Regions from separate parts of the Drosophila melanogaster genome. Here region 2 is linked to region 1. A link is a contact called in public Hi-C data. All regions are on one chromosome and are shown on one strand. Each heading gives the region's core, a stretch centred on a gene start, on an enhancer-like site or on the middle of the called end of the contact. The rest is flanking DNA. Distances are from core to core; before and after follow the strand shown. Region 1 holds the start of CG34347. Region 2 holds the start of lncRNA:CR45564 (long non-coding RNA:CR45564).

Evidence for each region. A called contact is a pair of places that touch in the nucleus more often than the background predicts.
Region 2: a contact with region 1 is called in a Hi-C map of the Kc167 cell line, with 1.9 times the contacts expected there. The contact joins the promoter of lncRNA:CR45564 here to the promoter of CG34347 in region 1.

What each region holds. Positions count from the first base shown.
Region 1 is chr3R:31,309,675-31,314,118 of dm6, reverse strand. It overlaps CG34347, which reads right to left and starts at 2,962. Exons shown (of 17, transcript NM_001382074.1): 1 at 2,188-2,962.
Region 2 is chr3R:31,686,413-31,690,792 of dm6, reverse strand. It overlaps lncRNA:CR45564 (long non-coding RNA:CR45564), which reads left to right and starts at 2,267. Exons shown (of 2, transcript NR_125309.1): 1 at 2,267-2,286; 2 at 2,344-2,815. lncRNA:CR45565 (long non-coding RNA:CR45565) reads left to right here and starts at 915. Exons shown (of 1, transcript NR_125310.1): 1 at 915-1,665.

The sequences.
Region 1 (4,444 bases), core at 1,713-4,212:
TCTGCTGCAAAGCAGGGGATTTATAGAGATTGTTAGGAAAGTTGCTGCTGCTTTCGCAGTGGCTGCCAGTTTGGTTTGGTTGCTTGTGGTTGGTTGGTTTAGTCTTGTGTCACATGAGCCAAAAGTCTATAAATTTGCAAGAGCCATAAAATTAGCTCGTAAAGTTTTGTTTTTAGTACAGCCCCCCCTGCTCACCATTAGTGTGTCCACATTTATAATGTCACTAATTAAAAAAGCGGATCCCAAGACCTGAAGTAATTTGGTCGAGCATTATTTTATTGCTTCAGATGGGAATCAGTCGAGTGGATTTACGACCCTGGCCAGTGATTAGTGGTATGAGAAACGGGTGCCAGCCAAAGTAACAAGCCTTTAAAGTGCCATGTATTCCCGCTTAATGTGACACTCGAATCGAGTGGCTTCCCCCTTTTTTTTTTTTTTGGATTTTCAATACCCCCCCAATCAATTCCTCGTTTCGGGCACCGCTTATGGCCATCAAAGAGTCATTTATAAACGAAACAGTTTTGTCAAATTTCGACGGATGGCCAATCCCTGCCTTCTAACCGGCGAACCCGCTGACAGCTGCCGCTCATCACTGATGGATGGGCGTTTTGCAGCTTTGGTTAGAAGAATACCGCGACTCGTGGCCTGGCTTTGCCGGCGATTAGAGGTGCTGAAAGGGTTAACCAGGCGATTTGTGATGGAGAAATGTTGGTCGGTAGGGGGGGGTGGCTTTTATCAGCAATCTGTTAGTGTGGCGAACATCATCATCGCCATCCGCATTTGCGGCAACTTCAAAGGCGGCGGCGACATCTTCTGACTGACTGACTGCGTGGTCGGTGTTTGACGTTGAATTTACAAATTACAGCTAATTAAAAGTTGATGAGTCTGCGTGAGTGAAATCAAGCGGCGGCGGGGGAATCTTCCCCAGCCTGATAAGCAAATGAGGAAGTCGGGAAAATTCGTTCGTGAAAAATTGTATTTACTTTGTGCTCACTTTTTCCCCACTCTGCCTACTTGCGCAAGTCATTCGAGTGTTCTGGTTGTCTGGCTGATGTTTATCTGGGGAAACTATGATGGGGCATCCGTTGCACAACATTGTTGGACAGGAAATGTTTTTTTCCATGCGAAATTCGGCCGGCGAAACACGCGGTGTGACACAGCTGCACTTATGTATGTATGTAGCTTATAACCATGCCATCAAATCATAGCTAGTCATATCCTGAACTAATAAAAAAAAATCTCTCCAAAATAAAAAAGACATTTCAAAGCATCGGAAGAAGTTTGCAATAATAATTGCGCAAACATTTGCCATGGCAACTGCTGACAATTCGGTGGCAAGAATTTCATTTTGCCTCGCTCAAAAGTTGGAAAAAGTAAATGCGCCAAATGAAAACATTTCCATGCCGATTTGTGTGGGAAAGAGCAGCGAAAATGATTATGCCAACGATGATGACGTTGACAACGACAACACAACGCAACACAGAAGCAGCAGCAGCAGCAGCATCAGCAGTTAATGTTGCTGTTGCAAGAACCACAATTGCGGAATTGACTTGCCCACACCAGGAGAAAATACTTGAGTGGATATTTGTCATTGTCAACAATCCCGAACCAACAATGAACTCTCTAACTAAGTTAAGAATTTTATGCAATACGTTAATGTGCAATAAACTGTTTGTTTGGGTGCGTATAGATTTTTTTCAGTGCATACCCGCCACAGAACTCTTGCATGTCAGGCACAAATAGCAAAAGAAGTCAGACAGGTAGGTTATCGCCATCGCAGCTTCATAATTAAATATTGTCAGCATGGAGGACGCTGCCTTGTTGCGGCCTGATGATGCAGACGATGCAGATGTGGCAGATGATTCAATTCCTGCTGCCGAGAACGCGTGCAACTTGATGGCCGAGAACAGGAAGTGCGAAAACTATTAGTGGCACTTATTTATTCATTAGAGCCAGTTAGAGACACCCAGCTAGCTGTGCTCCAATTATGCAGATCGTTGCGGCTGGAAGCCCCACAGCTGGGCAGCGATACGATGATTATAATGACTAAGATGAGGACGCATCAGGATGCAGGCACACGCTGCTCATTTCGCTATTTACACATTTGCATAATGACGACGCGATGTCATTGCACTTCGGCTGGTTCAATGTGCGTGATGAGTTATGGGCGGCGTACCACATGCTTACCTGCTTGAGATATCTTTATATGGGGTCTGCGAGGAGCGCGTTTTGGGGCAATCACTGGCTTATCAGCACACACAAATCAGAGCGGATACCGGAATGCTCATAGGACGAAGACACTTTTATGGCTAGATGTTGATTGTATGCAAAGATGATATTTTAAGTAGGGGAACGCTCGGTTCGGTTTTATTTTATTCCTCCGGCTTGCGCCACATGGGAGCTTTTTCCGAAGAACTGCGGCTCCCGCTCCCGCTCCAAAAACACACACACTCACCAACAACGAACACACACACGCCGGGCAATAATAAAAGCGTAAATGCTTATTTATTTGCAAGTCGTTCGCAAAATGCGCTCTTGTATAATTTATGAAGACCGCGCACACGACGTCGACAAGCTCGAGAAATGCGAAATGCTAAATCGAAAACCCGGCAACAAAAAGAAACCGAAATTGGACTTTTTATTTGATATATTCTCCGTTGATGGTCGTTTTTTGGTATCGGTCAGCGAGACCCTCGTAAAAAGTGCCCTTCAAGTCACAGAACCTGATGATTGTCCGGGGTCAGAGGTCAGAGTTTGCGGAGCAACTGCAGTCCATCAATCACAACTGCCGAATGCAGGCCGCCGAGTTTGCAGTTGGCCAACCGATCAAGCGGACCAAAACGACCGATAAATCCGACAGCAGCCGAAACCGAAGCCCAAACTCGATGCGAATTCCGATCCGAACCAAAACTCAGTAGTTCCGCTGCAGCGTGCGTTACGTGCGACGGTCCAACAGCAACTGGCCGAGCATCGACTTGGAGCCGCCTGGCTGAGCCCCCGGGTGGAACCTGTTTCTGGGGTGGACCGCGAGTGTGGATGGTGTTGCGACTCCGGAGTGGAGCAGGCGGCACTTTTGGCGCCAACTTTGGAGAGTTTCGAATGCCGGCTGGCAAAGAGAGAGCCATGGAGAGATGGCCGCAGAGAGCGCCGCCAGCACGTGGTGTGGCGCTAAGTACGGCTTAAGACTTGTATTGCAGGAATGATTCCAGATAAACACTTACGAAAATAAAGTAAAAGATAAAAAACGAAGGTAAATTAATGTTGTAATATGTGTGAATAATAATAAATAATTTTTAAAATGTACTACCTTATGTCTCAGCACATCTTATTATATTAATTCCTATCTTGCTGTATCCTAACCAATATTGTTTGCACATATATACACTTACAGTAACTACTATTTATAGTATATTTACGAATGACTGTAGCAAAACAAACCGCGAGATGTGTGTAGAGTTGGAGAGCGCATGCGCACAGCGAGAGCACAAACTCTGGGGGAAAAGACTCGAGTGGCGGCGACGAAAATAAATGCTACGGAATTGACAGGGGCGGCAGTTGGATTTGGATGAGTTCTTCTGGGGGGGGGGGGGGGAGATGCTTCAGACTGCGGAGAGGGGTGCTGGGACTACGACTGGGGTTAGTCAGCATCTGCTTTGTATCTTGCACGCCGAGTGATAGCTAAAGATACATGCCCATGCCGCCCCTCATCAAGCGGCCTTAAGTGCGCTTGTAGCTGTCTATCAGACAGAAATCACCCCATAGAACGTCGATGATCCGGGAAAAGAAGCCTGACGATCCGCGCAGAAGAGTACTCCTTCCTCGCCAGCAATTTGCAAACCGCAAGTGGCCGAGACGCATCGGAATTCGCTGTCCTCCAGCAACTGAAATCGACAAAATACACACCCCCCTGCCTATCGATCAGTGGTCATCAGCTGTGGAATTTCCTCGGAAATATTTATCTACGCTAATTTCCCTGCTTAACTTGGGCAAGTGCCGGGAAACCGCATCATGGGCTCGCTAGCAATTTTCGCCGCTCGCGTGCCAGCTTGTTGCAACATTGCTGCATTGCAACAGTGCAACAGTGCAACAGTGCACCATTGCAGCATCGCAAAACGCCTTTAACTCCGACTTCCCATAGAAAAGTTAGTTTCGGCTGTCCACTTTTGTCCAAGGGTCCGGAGATGCCTCCTCTTTGTGGCTCTGTGGCGTTTGGTTTATGGTTTATGCGCCGCCGTTTTTGGTCTATTAAAATGATTGCAGTATTTACGTAGCGCTCTTCAGCCATAATTTGTATTTGCTATGCTCATCATCATCATCATCATCATTGCGCAGGGGCCACTCGAAGGCGAAGGCGAAGGCACATCCTCCTGCTCTGCGGTTTTTCCGCCGCCTTCCCCTGCACAGAGGAATGCCCCCGGCATTTGACCCTTACCCAAAGTCTAAG
Region 2 (4,380 bases), core at 1,018-3,517, 380 kb before region 1:
GGACGAGGGAATCCTAAACTAATTTACAACACGTGTAATCGCCGGAGGTCGCTGACCGAGCGCGTTCCCATTCTCTAGCCGTTCTCGTTCCTGTTCCAGGCCAAAGGCAAACATCTTTTCTAACCGCCTAGATTGACAATCGAGATTGAATCGCACACATGCACACGCTCGAACGCAAAGACACACAGATACGGGACGTATCTGTATCTGTATCTGTATCTGTATCTGTGGAGCGAGAACCAGCGGAGCGTGAAAAGGTAAGGAATCGCTGCCGAAGAGCCGCAAAGAATAAGAGGGAGAAAGGAGCCTACGGACAAATGGAGGCACGAAACGAAGTAAAACGAAACCTAAGGAATGGAATTGTAAATAGCAATAAGTACAGAAGACCGGGCGAGGGGTTCGCGGGGCTTCGACTAGGGATCCGGATCGGAATGGGGTAGCGTCATAAATAATATTGTTTACACAAATGGTTCACGGCGATGAGAGCGACTCCTGTTCGCTGGCCAAAACGAAGACCCATCCCGCCACGTCTTTTGGGCCTTTATTTTGGGTCAACGGATCTGTTTCGATGCGATCCTACGCACCCCAGCTAAAAATAGCCACGATGAGCTCAAGTCGTCTTGTTTACGAGAAAAGTGGTAAACACGAAAAAGTTTCATGCTCGCCAAGGAGGAGCAACCCAAATTCCAGCTAAGCCTAACGCATGTTTACAGAGAGGGGAAATTTGTTTTCTTCAGGATTACTATTACTATTCGATGACTACTTTTCTATAGAATATATCCAAACCTTTTAGTGCATACACATCGTACCAAATTACTTAACAGGAACTTCACCTGCTTCAGTATTTGATAATTTAACATTCAAGCTTTCCCACCTAGTAAGCGTAGTTCCACTGTATTTCATATAATAGCAGGTGTCGAATTCATTTAATCCTAAATACTTGTACATATATTTAGGATTCGAATATGTTTTTGGCGAGTGTAGGCATGCGGCTAGTGCGTGCCTTCGAGCTGGCTGAGAGGACCGACGGGGCGAAGGGGGCCAGGCGCTGTAAAAGGGGAGCAGGCTTTAAGCCAAAACAACAACAGGTAGAAATCAAATAGAAAACGGAATAGACGAGAGACAAGGCGAACGGAGGAAATAGCGAGGGCAGCGCAGCGGCAGAGCAGCGGCAGCATGACGAGCAGCAGGCACTCGCACAGATACCCGCACACACACGCGCCTAGACAGGCGAGCACACAAATGCCGAGACACCAACACATGGGCACACCCGAGCAAAGTAGAGAGGAGAGCTCGGTTTGCCTATGTGCCAAGGCACTTCGAGTTTCATTTTATGTTTTGACCCCTTTTAAGTTCAAGAACCCTTTTCCTCACAACATCGCAACACACATGCGCAGGGCCGCCCTCTCTCACTCGCTCTCGATCTCCAACGCCAACTGAGCGATCGTTGGAGAGTTTCGGGCTCGACTCTGCCCCACTCTGCTCTAACCAATACCAGGAAACTCAATAGCTCGGAGAGAGCCTGAGAGCCAACTCTCCAAGCGGAAAGCTCAGCTCAGTGGAGACTTGGGGAGCAGGGATTGTTATTGTTATGAGGTGGGATTTCCAAGTTGTTTTTTTTTCTTGGGCGCAACAAGTGTATTTCGACTTTTGATTTATGCCTGCGGACTCCGCTCTCGAAACAAGCGGTTCGCTCTGCACTGAGCGGAATTATTAATTGATTGATGAACACTAATTATGTTAATTGGTTAATGAAATGCAATGTGTCAAGCGCTGAGCTCGTGGCTCAATTGCGTCGGCTGAGGCGGAGCTCTTCCGTCCTTTCTTCGCCACAAAAAGCTTTTCCCTACAGTAGAAAAAAATAATTGTATTTCATACTAGTGGATTTGTAAGATTTATTGTACTTAAACCTTGACAACTACTGCGAAAAATCTTTTCCAGTTGAGCTTAAAGGAAATTTATTTGAACGTACTCTACATTTTCATGTATGTACTACAAAAAATTAATCATCCGCAACTTTATCAGACAGAGAGATTGATCAGAAGGATACATTTGAACAAATAAATATATTTATAAAAGTTTTCGGCCAACACATATGGCGTCTTTATTAACTAGTATCGTTCAGTTATGGGGGTTTTACTGTATCCCCCGCAGGTACTGCGGTTACGAATGAGTCACTCAGGAGAAAAAGCTCTTTGGATCTCTGTGGATCAAGTGCTTTTGGGGAAAGCGATCGCAAAGGGCGTTGTCTGCCCCTGGTGATCTCATTGCAACGGGGATATTTGGGTATGTAGACGCCCAGCTCGGTGTACAACTATCGCTGTATCTATTTTGAATAAGCAGTTACATCCTCCGCGCAAAAATTAAATGATATTAGACACCAACACCGCCAACAGCTGTCTAACAACCGTTCATGGTCATTGTGCCATAAATGGCAAACGAAACGAAATTGAAATTAAGCAAATGAGTGGGAAACCAGACGCTGAAGCAGCCAAGGAGAAGAACACCGAGGCAGCAGCAGCATCAAAAGCACGGCAGTACATCAGCAATCGCAACGTCGGAAAACGAGTTGATGAAGTCGAGGTCCAAAAGCCGAATCCAAATCCGAATCCACTAGACGAAGGCGGATGCGCACCTAGAAGTCAAATGAGGAACTCTAGCGGATGCTGTGCCTCTTCAGCTGGCCCAAAATCCAACAACTTCAGCGGCGTCGTTGATCAGCGCACAATGCACACTGGAAAATAAAATATTTCCGAATATATTACAATATTGCAAAATGAGCGCTTGTAATGTGTTTAAAATGTATCAAACCCACTTTTCATACTTGTATCTAGTTAAAGTTACAAGGAACTGCACTCTTGTTTCTTCCTGTGCACGGGCCAACCGTGAGTTAACCGCATTGGGTTGGCGGTTAGTGATGGCCCACATGTCCCACGCTTCCATTTACATACTCACACAGGCGCACGTATCAAATCCAAGCAGCTAACGGTAACTTTACGCAATCCCAAGACAAGAATGCAGCGGAAAGGAGAGAAATCGGAGAGATACGGCGAAAGAGCGACGGAGAAAGGGTTTCTTTCAAATCAACGGGTATCATAAAAATAAATAAAATACAAATGTGCGACGCTTTCAACATAAAGAGAAAGATACCGAAGGAAGGGGATTTTGGGGGGGGGGGGGCGTAAGGGGGTTTCGAAGGGAGGAGCGACGTGTAAGTGCGTGGGGGGAGGGTGCGGAGAAGCGGGACCAGGCGACGCATGTAAATGGCCGGCCATGTAAAGTTTACTTTCCACTTTTGGACGAAGCGTCAGGTGCGCCGCCTGCCAAACGGACAACGCTTTCGGTGCTTTGGGCGTGTGCCCATTTGTCGGAACCGCCATGCCACCCAACACACCTCCCCCCACCCACCAGGTTATATATGCACTCAGTCCCCAACGGGTTGCCTGCAGCAACTGCAACAGGTTCGTAAATAACCATCAAGTTGCGGGCGTAGCTGTGGGCCAAAGTCCTAAACGCGTCTCAGGTTTCAGGGCACCGATCCAAAGGCATACACTCAGAAAAAAAGGAATAAAAAAAACATAAATGCAAGCCAATATTAAAATATATTAATCGAGGTGGTACCATTATACTGGTGAGATAGGCTCATTTTGGATTGGCACTTTCTCGAACATTTTAAATCTTCCTGTCTTGGATTATTTTTTCCAGTGCTTGAACAGGTTGCGGCCTTAAAGGCAACAACAACCAGCCGTCATAACAGCCCAAGAAGAAAGCCCATCGTCCAAGTCGGTCTCAAAAATCCAGACTCGCTGCTCCACCGCCAGTCGTACGCATTTGAAGCGTTTTTACTGTTTACTGTTACGACTCTCGAAAGCGAAGATCGCCGCTCCTCACCTCTCCGCTGCTCCGCTCCTCCGCTCCCAGTTCAACGACCGAAAAACGGACAGACCCCCGAGCCCCCCGAGCACGTCGTCCCATTCCGGAGGCCCCTTCTGCGGCGTGGTTCTTCCTGACTGCCCTGCCTTTTCTTCTGGTTCGCCTGCTGGTTCGTCTAGCTTTCTATTGTCTGATGATCGCCCAAAAAGAAAGACAGACAAAAGTGCTCGTGGGTTTTAACCCTATGAAATGCTGGGAATGGGTATGGGAATGGAAATGGCAGTGGCCAGACCGTCTCTCTCACGCTCGCGCATTCCATACCCGAGGTACACATCTACGATGGCCAGGTCTCTGCGCTGCTGAGGATTAATAATGAGCCGATCTGTTGCCGAAAATGTCCAGAGAGCGTTATGCTGGAGATTCTGGGAGCGATGGTACGTCGGTCATTGACTTTCCGTTGTGGCCAAGGGTTAGACGCACTGTGTGGGATTCCTATAATATGATTAA